Linked DNA regions of Mus musculus: region 1 is linked to region 2. A link is a contact called in public HiChIP or PLAC-seq data. All regions are on one chromosome and are shown on one strand. The core of a region is the stretch at or near the end of the contact, and the rest is flanking DNA. Distances in the headings are between cores, read along the strand shown.

Region 1 (6,143 bases), core at 3,455-5,954, 310 kb before region 2:
CCTGGCAACCGGTCAGAGTAAAGGCCAACTGTGCTGCTGAGAAACGATGAGAATGGTGGATCATCCCAGTGAGAAAAACTATAGGGGAAAATACAGACAGCCTAACTGTGTGTGCCTTACTCGGGTATTCATAGACTTGGTTGCCAGAAATTCCACTTTTAAAGCTGTTTCGAAGAGAGAGGTTCACTTTGAGGGTATGACGCACTGAAGCCAGTGTAGGCCCCACAGGAGCCCAGTGAGGTTTGCTCTCCCTAATGTAGAGGACAGGCCTACACATTCCGACTGAGAGCAGTGTTGGATCCCCTAGGCTGGCAGCCTGCCACGTGGGCCCTTTAGCCTCTGCGTGGATGGGTGTCGAGTGCATCCTGTGATAACTGAAGTCTGAGGGGTCAGCACACATCATCATGAGGCCCCGGTAAGGACTGGGATGGGTCAGAGAGCATCAACGGAAGCAGTTGAGGAGGACTGCAGAGAGGCACGTCTGATAACGCTTTTCTGGGTAGCTTTATTTATCGTAACTACGGGGATGGGTTTGCCATAGTCCTCAATCAAACCAGGTTGCATGACAACTTTAAGCTCTAGAACAAACAACAATTTTCAAAATAAAATTTGGAGGGTAGCAGTCAGGACCCAGCAACACGGAAGGATGGGGAGGGTCCTGTAATGGATGGAAACAACTGGTTTCGGGTGGTTGGGAAGTTGTGATCCAGCACACTTCTTGAGAAGTTAGATAATAATCAGCAGACAGACAAAGATTCTAAACTCCCTTTTCGCCCACAACCCTTGTGAGTAAAAGATCCATCTAGTCTCTCCATCCGGAGAGACTGCTACTCAGCAGGCATGCGCCAACAGTCTTCTGTGGCACAGGTTCCAGACATGGACATGACCCCATTCTACACTAACTGACAATGTGCCAGAATCTTAGAACCACCCAGGCAAACAGCAAGTCATGTTTTATGTGAAGTGCTTCTAAATATGCCCATGCGTGTGAGTGTGTGTGTGTGTGTGTGTGTGTGTGTGTGTGTGTGTGTGGCCATGCATGCACATGCATGTGTCCCTGTATATTATACATGCACATGGTGTGGGGTACAGATGGGGTTCAATGACCCTAGGTATATAGACCCTCAGGTACGCCTCACCTTTTGTGGGGGAGGGGTTACAGATGTGTGTAGTATGTGTGCACCTGTGAACGAGTACATGCTGAGACCCTAAGTGGACATAGCTTGTGTTCAATTGCTCTCCACTGCCCAAGCTGAACCCAGAACATGCCAATCCTAGCTGGTCTAGCTAACCAGCCTGCTCTGGTCCTAGCTGGTCTAGCTAACTAGCCTGCTCTGGTCCTAGCTGGTCTAGCTAACTAGCCTGCTCTGGTCCTAGCTAGTCTAGCTAATTCGCCTGCTCTGGGGATCTCCTGGTTATGCCCCCCACATCCTGGGATTACAGCGGCCACCAAACTGGCCTGCCTTTCATCTGGATTTTAAAGAACAAACTCTGGTCCTCATGCATGGACAGTAATCACGTTATCCACTGAGCCACCTCTCCAGTCCACACCTTGTTGTTATTAATTTTTTGAAGACATGGTCTCTAGGCTAGCTCTCTGGCCAGGGAGCCCTAGTCACTTGCCACTCACCCTCGGGTTAGAAGCATGTATCGCCATGCCTGGCTTTTTTTCTATGTAAGTTCTAAGAGCCAAATTCAGGTCCCATGCTTACAAGGCAAATGCTTCATCAACTGTGCTACCTCCCCAGCCCAGCATGTGTCCATGTTCCTAAACGAATTCAGAAAAGGGAACCATTGGTTCTGCTGGTAATGTCCAGAAAGCTCCTCGGGGGAACAATGGGTAAGCTGCAATCTCAGGGATCGTGTGTCAGCTGCCTCGGGAAAATCCATGAACAGGTGATTTATAAGCAATACAAGTTTATTTCTTCATTTTGGAAGTGGGAAGTTCAATATCAGGGTGCCGGTAGATTTGACATCTGGTGAATCATATTGCCTGGTTCACAGATGGCATATTCTCTCTGGTGTAAAGAGCTTATGTCACTCTGAGCATTGCCTATAAGAACGTTAAAACTCTGCTTATGTGACCCAATTACCTCCAAAGGCCAAATCCCCAAAACCCATCGTCTTGGGGTAAACATTTCAACATATGATTTTCTGGGACACAGACATTTGGATCAAAGGGAAGAAAAGTGGTGACATCTTAGCTGTTGGTCAAAACCCTTCCAATTTCTATGCCAGGAAGATAAAAGGCACACATGCAAATGTTTGAGAGTGTTTAGGTGGGGTATAAAGTAAGGTGTGTTCCTGTGTACATGAGGGGAAGATGGAGACAGACAACCAATAAGGAAGAAAAGCCAAGAAGTTCCCCATTGGGTTCACAGGGCATTGCCCAATGTGCTCTATGTGTTCTATCTCAGTAAGCTGTGTCTGCCAACCTCAGCTCTGGAGGACAGAAGTCTAACATGAAACTCATCACACCCTCTGAAGATGGGAGGATCACAATAAACTCCTTCTATTGGAAGGGCCATTGACCAACCAGGCTATCTCTGCTTGGATGCAACTTAACATTCTTCTGCTATTATCACCAAACATTTTCTTTCTTCCAGGGGATTTTGGGTGCACGCCTTTAATCCCAGCACTCGGGAGGCAGAGGCAGGCGGATTTCTGAGTTCGAGGCCAGCCTGCTCTACAGAGTAAGTTCCAGGACAGCCAGGGCTATACAGAGAAACCCTGCCTCGAAAAACCAAAACAAACAAACAAACAAACAAACAAACAAACAAACAAAAAAAGAATGGAGCTCCTTGCCTGCCAATCAAAGCCATGAGTGGCAGAAAGCCTTGCTTCATGAAGGAATGAACTAGCTCTCTGGCAAAGGGGAAGCAGGGTGAAGGATCGTCCTGATCTTGAGGATGATAAACATAATCTGTATCTTATTTATAGTGATTTCTAAAGCTCATCTAACTTCACACTTAAAAACAGTGATGTTACAGAGCCACACGCCAGGGCAGGTCCCGTGCCCAGTAGTGGCTGGCTAACACAATATGAACTCAAGGGTATTTTTGTGGGTTTTTGGTTGTTGTTGTTGTTGTTGTTGTTGTTTTCATATTGCTTTGTTTCAGAATTTCTGTTTTTGTCATAATGGTCTTTTAACTACTTGGCTTTTTGTTGTTAATTTGTTTGATCTTCAGTTTTTGTGGTTTGAAAGGGCTGTTTCCTGCTTGATTTTGTTTCTTAGAGGTCTCCCCCCCCCCGCCCCTGCCCCCAAGGAATAGAGACAGAGAACATAAAGTTGGGTGTATTGGAAGGTGAGGATGATCCGGGAGGATTTGAAGAAGGGGAAACATAATCAAAATATAATTGTATGAAAAATAACACATTAAAAAATACAGTAAGAAGCAACAGAGTGGTGGTAGGCACAGCCACTACGAGAACATGGCAGAGAGGAAGAAAGGAAAGGGGCTGACGAGAGGAAGCCTGCTCAGAAAAAAGGAACATGATAGAGACAGGCTTCCTGGAAGCCTAGAGTGGGGAATTATAAATAGACAAGGCAAGATGATAAAAAACATGACCAGTGTGCAAGGAAGCTTGAAGTGGTCCCTTCCAGGAGGTAAATGTGAGAATGAAGACAAAGTTCTGGTAAGTCTGCAATGTGCAAGGATGAAGGTGCTCCTGTGACCACGCATGCCTGGACTGGAGGAGGCCACAGTCAAGGGCAAAGAAGGTTATCAAAGCTAGACCAACTCTCTCAGAGCAGAATACCTAGACTGGCTTCCTGGTTGCATAGCCCATAGCTGTTTCTTCATGCCCTGGTTTTAGCTGTCGACTTAACATAGACTAGAGTCACCTGAGAAGGGGGTCTTAACTGATAGATCAGCAAGATTAAATTAGCCTATCAGACAGAATTGGCCTATGGGAATATCTGGAAGGCATGTGTGGTCTTGATTGTCAGTTGACGTATGAGGGCCCAGTCCACAGCGGACAGGTGGTCTTGGGGTGTATAAGAGAGCTGTCTAAGAAGGCTAGAGAGGTGGTGATATGGCTCAGTGGTTAAGGGCACTTGCTGCTCTTGCAGAAGACCTGAGTTCAGTTCCCAGCACCAATATGGTGGTTCACAACCATCTGTAATTCTAGTTCTGGGGACTCTGATGCCCTCTTCTGGCCTCCCTGGGGTGCGAGGCAGACGAGTTATTCAGACTCAGGTCAGGCACAAACACTTACACACGTAAAATGAAAATTAGATCAGAAAGAAGAGAAAAAGAAAGCAGAGCATGAGCCATGAGTTCCTCCAGGCTTCCTGTCGTAGCCTCTGAGGCTGGGGAGAGCTCCCCAGTCAGGCTAGTTAATCCACATAGACTCAGCTGACACCCTTCAGTGACAGACAGTGCCCTGAAAGAGTAAATAAACCCTTAACTTCCTGAAGTGCCCTTAGTCAGGGGGTCTCATCAGAGCAACAGCAATCGAACTAGAACACCTCCCAATCTTGTGTTCCAGACATTGAACAGAGTTCTCTTTGTTCTCAAAGTAGGTCAGTCCTGTTCTCAACACAAATGTCTGAACCAGCTGTGGGGGTCCTACTTGTCCTCACTGATCGTCTTTGAGAGACAGGAACATAATTAGGTCTCCACACTGAGAGGAAGAGGGAAGCAGAACGGGATTCGCTTTCTAAATCAAAAGACAACAACATCTGCATCAGCTCCTTCCTTCCTGTTTGTGGTGCTGAGAGGAGAACGCCTTGTGGGGGTTACGTCAGCCATCTTGTGATCATGAGGTGATAAATATGAAGTTTTGTTTTCCTGTCCAACTGGTCAAAGACCACAGAGAGGAAGAATAGAAAAGGCTTGGGTCCCTGATGACAGAAGCCATCTGCTGCACCAGAGGTGAAACCATCCACCCCCGCTCTTGAAGGATGACAAAGAGGATGACATAGTTCCCACACTGCTTGAGCCATGATGCTTTCTGCTTGTTGGCATCGGTTCACCAATCCACGTGGCAGCACCAGTGCAAAGACCCTTAGGTCCCACAGCAGAACCTGACCATGACCTTTACAGCTGTGTCTACAGCCCTCACCCTTGAGGCTCAACAGTGAATCAGAAAGAATATAGGAGTTAGCAATGGTGAAAAGAAGGGAAACCTACTCTGGGCTCAGGGGAGAATTTTTTTCTCCCGTGTGGACTACCAAGGGCATGGCCAGTAGCAGAGGCAGGCAGGATGATCAATTATCTCTGGGATGTGGAAGAAATATGTGTGATTGTGAGTGCCAGAACATAGAGGATTTGATATCTAGGGAGGAAGGTCTGACTTGTCAAAGGATATTTCAAATTTGTAGAGAATACACCTGAAGTATTTTAAAATTCAACACAGATCATCCCAACTCCCTCATCTTGGGAGGAGCACAGGTGGTTTGCAGGTACATCATCCTTGTAGGATCTGAACAGGGGGCTCGGAGAGAAGCTGAGATCTGTACATCCATTGTGACCACTGACAATTGGCCTCAGAGAACGCCAAGGGGATGGAGTCTCTGGTCTCTCTTGGTGCCACTGAGTTTGGATAATGAGCTGGTCTCTTCCTCCTCCTCTTCCTTCTCCCCCATCTTCCTCCACTTCCCATGTTCTTCCTCCTCCTCCATCTCTTCTTCTTATCTTTCCCATGCTCCCCATGCTCTCCCTCCTCCTCCTCATGCTCCTCCATTTCCCATACTCTCTCTCCTCCTCCTCCTCTTCCTCCTCCTCCCCATGCTCCTCCATTTCCCATACTCTCACCCCTCCTCCTCTTTCTCCTCCTCCCCATGCTCCTCCATTTCCCATACTCTCACCCCTCCTCCTCTTTCTCCTCCTCCCCATGCTCCCCCACTTCCCATACTCTCTTTCTCCCTCCTCCTCCCCATGCTCCTCCATTTCCTATGCTCTCCCTCCTCCTCCTCTCCCTCCTCCCCCTATGCTCCTCCACTTCACATGCTCCTCCACTTCCCATGCTGTCTTTCTTCCTCCTCCTCCCCATGCTCCTCCACTTCCCCATGCTCCTCCAGTTCCCATACTCTCTCTCCTCCTCCTCCTCTTCCTCCTCCTCCCCATGCTCCTCCATTTCCCATACTCTCTCTCCTCCTCCTCCTCTTCCTCCTCCTCCCCATGCTCCTCCATTTCCCA
Region 2 (5,967 bases), core at 765-3,264:
AGGCTGTCCCCAGAGCACAGTTGTTTCCCAATAGCCCAAGTCATGCCAAATTGCTTGAGGCTTGTACTGTAGTGCAACCTGAAAATATGTCCTCCCACCCCAATCAGGTAAAAGCTTTCAATGTATTGTAGTGCAGCCGGAAAATATGTCCCCTCCCCTAGAGATAAGCTTCAAAGTCAACAACTACATGGTAGATGGAGATAGACACCCATTCCTTTCTGTCTCTAAGGCCACTACTTTAGGGGCGACTGAATCTCCTAACTTCTCATAGGTCTCATACGAGAAGAGGCACCCACTGCTCTAGCCCATACTGCCTCCTGACTCTAGTACTTGCTATTCTTATTATACCACTGACTTGCTAACTGTGCTCTCCTACTGAGATTCTCAGCCCCGCCTCTGCCTCCTACATGGTCCTCAAACCTCCCTTCCTGTCCTTATCACTCAAAGAGCCAGTCATGTACTGACTTCCATGTCAGAGCAAGAGCTTCCCCTGCCCGTGTCACAGTGCCCTGGTATCTCCTGGAGGAAGGTTTAAACCCAGTGGATCCGTCCATTCCAAAATGTGCCCAACATGAGAAGGTAAGCTTGGGATGAGGGTGTGAAGTGGACATTTCCTTGGTAGTTGACATTTCCAACAGAGGCCACTGCTGGCCTCTCCAAGAAACACATTTTGAGAATATTCGCCACGACCCATGGTCATCAGCTATGACCAGATAAGAGACTAGGGATACGTAATCCAAGCCCTCAAAAGACCCTTGAGTCATCCTCGGTGATAAGATCTTAGGTGACTCAGAACGACGACCACTGTTCACATCATGGAGCTCAATTCTAGTTGTTGCTGGGCCCCAAGGAAGAACTGAGTACAAGGGAAAGAAACAGAGACCAGATAACACACCAATGCGGAAAGCTGACTTGAAGAAAGCCAGGCCAGTTTGCATGGGGAACTGGAGCCTAGCCTAAGCTGGGATGACATCCTGAGGTCCAGGCTCTGAGGGACACTAACTCCGTAAGAAGGAACTGTGTCACCCTCCATACATCCCAGTATTAGATCCATCTCAATGCCACGTGGTCCTTCCTGGCCTCCTGGATGCCTTCAGATACTTTCCCAGAAAGGAGTATCTACCGTGCTCATTAGCATCACCAAGCAGGAGGTGTCTCTTCCTAAAAGGATCTCCACCTGTGACAAGCACATGAGGACACATCAGTTCCCAGACATCTTCATGGGAGAAGATTTACTAAGCTAGTTCTCTTGTCTCAAAATAAAAAGCCAATAATGAAATGTCTACCTTCAGAGATGGTGATGGGAAACCATGTTCCATGTGGTAATCTTTAGGGGGTGATGATACAAAAGCAAGCCTGCCTGGCAGGGGAGGACAACGACCCTGATGTCATGGACAAGACTAGAATTATAGATAGCAGAGGCTGGGGGCACTGGAGAGAGAGGATGATAACCAGTCAGTTCTGCAAGTTAGAGCTGGGAAGGCAGAATACAAATACGTCCTGGTCCTTTGATACACAGCAAGGAGATCGGAAACAGCACCACATCAGACACACCTCACACCTGGAAGAAATGGTTTGGATTATTCTCATCAAAAAGAAGAGAAATACCCTAATTTGATTATTACTCAACATATAAAATGTATCAAGCCTATAAAGATAGGTCCAATTATGTATCTATTAAAAATAAAATTCTTAGAAGGTAGAACTTCAACACTTTGGGACTGACATTCAATGTGTTTCATAGAGGACCCATTTGTCACTGTTGAGTCAGAATTGTCAGGTTCTAACCCCTCGGCTGCCTTCCAGCTCTGCCAGCCCCTGAGACCAAGCCTTGGGACCTCTGGGGACACTGACAACCAAGAACTGAAAGCTCAGGTTCATAAGGAGCATCCCCAGGGATGGAGCACAGCACCTGACTGTGAGAGACCAGAGCTGAAAAGTACAGGCAGGGTAATTCAGTCTGCTGGGCACGTCTCTTCTCTTTCCTGGGTCTTGTAAACGTTTCTCAGCTGAAGCTATTCAGAAAATGAGTGACTAAGGAGACAACCATCAACACACTAGACATTTCCTCTGCCCTTCCTCTTCTGAGTCTCCCAGAATTCTGGCTGCTTCAGGGAGCTGAGTTTCTCTTCAGATCTGCAGTCACCTATAATGGTGGCTCACTATCTGGAAGATAAGAGAGAGAGCAGCTGAGGTTCAGACGGCAGAAATACGGCTTGTGCCTTGCTCGGCTCGTCTTGCTCGGCTCGTCTTGCTCGGCTCGTCACGCGTATTATCTGCTGGAGGAAGTGACTCAGACTGGATGTGAGTGCCCTGTGCTTCGTTATGGCTTCTGAAGTGATCTGGACTCAGACAAGACCCCTTCCCAGGCTCTTTTGAGGGACTTCTTTTGGGGAGGGATGAGAAGCACCCAGGACGGTTACTGTTAAAATTATTTGGGAGTTGTGTAGCCCTCCGCAATACTGCTCTGTTCAGAGTCAAAATGATTTCATTTCCATTTCTTCTCTCAAAGTCAAAATAACAGGTGAGGGACTTGGAGAGGAAAGGAGGCTAGTTCTCCATCCAACCAGCACTGACCCAACTCCCAGCCTACCAGGCCCTGGTCAGCATACGGTGGCCTATTTCCTTAACATTTCAACGGTTGCACAAATTCTTAACACCACCACCACCATCCATCCATCCACCCCACAAATTTTGTGTTCACTGTGTCCGATGCAAAAACTAAGCACAGTGTCTTGGGAGAAAGCCTGATAAACGCTTTTGCCCGTTTTTCATGTTTTCCTGTATTTTCATGAACATCTTTATCAGAGTTCCAAGAGCTGAGCGGGGTGTTGGGGGAAGAGGTGGGGGGGGGATCTTTTACAGATGAGCAAACTAAGATTCAACAAAATTAAATAACTCGCCGGAGGCTACACAGCTCTTTCCCCAGTCATCTTGAGTCACAATTAACTGTCTGGATCCCAGAAAGAAATTGCAGACCAACCACTCGACTACGGGAAATGAGCCGTCTAGAGGTGGCTGCCCTTAAAGGAATGTGGACGGCTGTCTGGGAGCTTCAGCACCCGTAGTGACCACACTCGGGTACCTCCAACCACTCACAGCTCTGGGAGTGTTTAAAAGGACGAAAGGCTTATTCCAAGTAAGCCTTTTATTATCTGAAAGTTCAGAGAGCACGCTAAATACTGCTGGCCAACTGTTTATGAGCACGAACCATCCAAGTTAATCCAAAATGTTCTGCATCTCTGCTTGGGTCAGTGCAAGACACTGCCAAAAGAGACTGGCATTGACCATTGAACCAGAGCCTGTCTCTAACAGAGTTTAAAACAGCCATTGTGCGCACATGCCCCTTCGGGGCCCTATAGATTGCTCTGTTTACTAAATTTCCATTGGCTTCTGGTTTGTATTTTTCTTTTTTGTGCTCAACAAAGGATATATTGTTCGTTACTCAGATCCCTTGATTAAAAAATCCAAGTGTTGAGTAATCGCACTGTTCCTGGCTGTGCTAACCCCTCCCCCTGTTCCCTGATTCTCATCTACTTCAACTTCCTTCTCCATCCATCTCATGGGGAGTGGATCTGAACCCACATCTGTTTGATGTTACTGATACCGCCATACACACATGTGCCCGTAAAAAAGAATCCCAGAAAGACTCGGGGAGGGATGGGGAGATGGGAAGAGAGGGCTGGGTTGCTGGGAACCATCATTCTCCTGATCTTGTCTGCAATGCATGGTTCCACAAAAATTAGCTTCAGGCGTTAACTATTAATGCTGCCCTGGGTTTTAGGTAAGAATTAAATGGCCTAGTCGTTGTTAGTTTGGAAGACAGCCAAGACTGGCCAGCTGCCATCGAGCACCCTGGGAAGACAAGCTTGTATCCCAGACAGTAAGGGCAACACTCGCTATAGTGGGGAGTCACTACTGGGACATGGAGCCCCTATCAGGCAGAAAGCACAGAGGTGCCACAGCAACCTCTGTGTTAGAGGTTTGGTGATGGCATCCTGGAGGTGGTCCTTGTACAAACACAGCTCAAATTTTACCCATGAGCATCCCTGTCATTCACACTATGAAAACTGAAATGGATCTTCAGACGTCTCTGAAGTGCCAGGAAGAATCTCTCAGAAAAGCGATCGCTGCTACCAAGCCAACAGGTGATGTAATCAGCCCAACCAGACAGGGCAACCCCGAGATGTCTCTGAAAGATGAGACACTTTTCTTTATCAAGATGTCCTGGGGGTAAATTTAAACACCTCCCCCATCTCAGCCATTTCAGATCAAGTCACTATTGTTTTCTAGAAAGTTCTTAGGAAACCAAATTAACGCCTAAACACACAGGGAACATTTTCTTGGGTCTGGCTTTCAGGACAAGTTGGGAGTATGTGTGTCTCTATAGCAAACACAATAACAGGGTACCCCAGGGTCCCCAGAAAAGGTGCTTCCTGATAAGGGTCATCATCGTGTCAGCTGTTAAGACGCTGGCTGAGACCATGCGTTCATTTCTCACCAAGGAGACCGCTGTGTTGCCCAACAGGACCGACGGAAACCGTGCCTGAGAACAAAACCAACTTGGCTGAGTTTTGTTACAAAACCAAAATTTAATTGTTCTCCCAGGACATAAAATCCCAAGAATCAGGAGAGTAGGCAATACTGCTTAAAATATTATTTTTATTACACAAATGATGGTATCTCTCACTGGAATGTGATTCCTAGGGAAACCAAGCTAAGCAGGCTATAAGGTGGTCACCTTCCGGCCTTTCCCAGTGAGAAATGTTCATCATGTCCTTGGAAGGGGATTTTTTTTTCCAAAAGTTGGGAAGTGGTGATGTAGCTACTCAAGCTGTGTAGACAAGTGTGTGTCATACAGAACCAGACAGAGTGCTGTTTAAACAAATCTCAGAGATGACACACACTGAGTCTCCCTCTCTGCACCAAGAGCCTTGGGGCTGAGGACCAGATTTCTGTCTGTGTTTGTATCTGCCCTTGTGACCTTCCATGGCACAAGCAGGCCTTGCTTGTCTCTTATCCACAGGAGCCTGGTCACTACCTTAGTGTTCTGATTTTTGACAGAGGTTTTCTTTCCCTTCGGTATAAGTGCTGAAGGCCTCCAACTTCCCGTATTCAAGAATGCAACCCAGAGAAGCCAGTTTATAGCCTTTACAGCTCTCACCACTTGAAAGACTGTGACTGGTTTGAATGATAATCCAATCATTGAAACAACACATACTACAAAACTACCAAGCGTGCACGGGTAGCTCTTTTGCTTTCTTTCCTTTGCTATGACAAAACACCCTGGCAGAAGCAACTTTTAGAGAGAGAGAAGGTTTAATCAGCTCCTAGCTCCAGTCCATTGTGTGGAGAAGTCAAGGATGGGGCTTGAAGCAATTAGTCACACGGCACGGAGCAGACAGGGGGTGGATATGTGCACACCTGCGCCTCAGTTCACTTTCCTGCTCTTTGGTTATTCAGGACCCAAAGCCAAGGAATGGCACTGCCCACTTTTAGGCTGGGTCTTGATACAATCTAGACAATGTCCTAAAGACATGTCTACAGGCCACCCTGGTCTCACAACCTGTCTTAGTCAGGGCTTCTATTCCTGCACAAACATCATGACCAAGAAGCAAGTTGGGGGGGAGGGGGAGAAGGGTTTGTTCAGCTTACACTTCCATACTGCTGTTCATCACTAAAGGAAGTCAGGACTGAAACTCAAGCAGGTCAAGAAGCAGAAGCTGATGCAGAGGCCATGAAGGGATGTTACTTACTGGCTTGCTTCCCCTGGCTTGCTCAGCCTGCTCTCTTATAGAACCCAAGCCCAGGGATGGTACCACCCACCAGGGGCCCTCCCAACTTGATCACTAGTTGAGAAAATGCCCCACAGCTGTATCTCTTGGAGGCATTTCCCCAACTGAAACTCCTTTCTCTGTGATAACTCTAGCCTGTGTCAAGTTGACACCTAAAACCAGCCAGCACACA

Evidence for each region. HiChIP or PLAC-seq counts read pairs in DNA pulled down with a chosen protein or histone mark.
Region 1: an H3K4me3 HiChIP or PLAC-seq map of bone marrow-derived macrophages shows a contact between it and region 2, with 2.4 times the contacts expected there. The contact joins two enhancer-like sites. A contact is called at or near these places in 2 of 484 Hi-C or Micro-C datasets (CD4 T cells and bone marrow-derived macrophages), 1 of 115 datasets of contacts at active chromatin or transcription factors (bone marrow-derived macrophages) and 1 of 9 other capture datasets (embryonic stem cells).

The regions. Positions count from the first base shown.
Region 1 is chr16:92,866,107-92,872,249 of GRCm38.p6, reverse strand. No RefSeq gene overlaps it. Among named protein-coding and RNA genes, the nearest start is that of Runx1, 43 kb to the right of the region's middle. Within about 2 kb of position 4,704, at least 86 of the 459 cell types and tissues checked have an H3K27ac peak or open chromatin away from gene starts, as enhancers often do. A contact at or near this core is called in bone marrow-derived macrophages, where this site is marked.
Region 2 is chr16:92,549,303-92,555,269 of GRCm38.p6, reverse strand. No RefSeq gene overlaps it. Among named protein-coding and RNA genes, the nearest start is that of Gm30224, 44 kb to the left of the region's middle. Within about 2 kb of position 2,014, at least 31 of the 459 cell types and tissues checked have an H3K27ac peak or open chromatin away from gene starts, as enhancers often do. A contact at or near this core is called in bone marrow-derived macrophages, where this site is marked.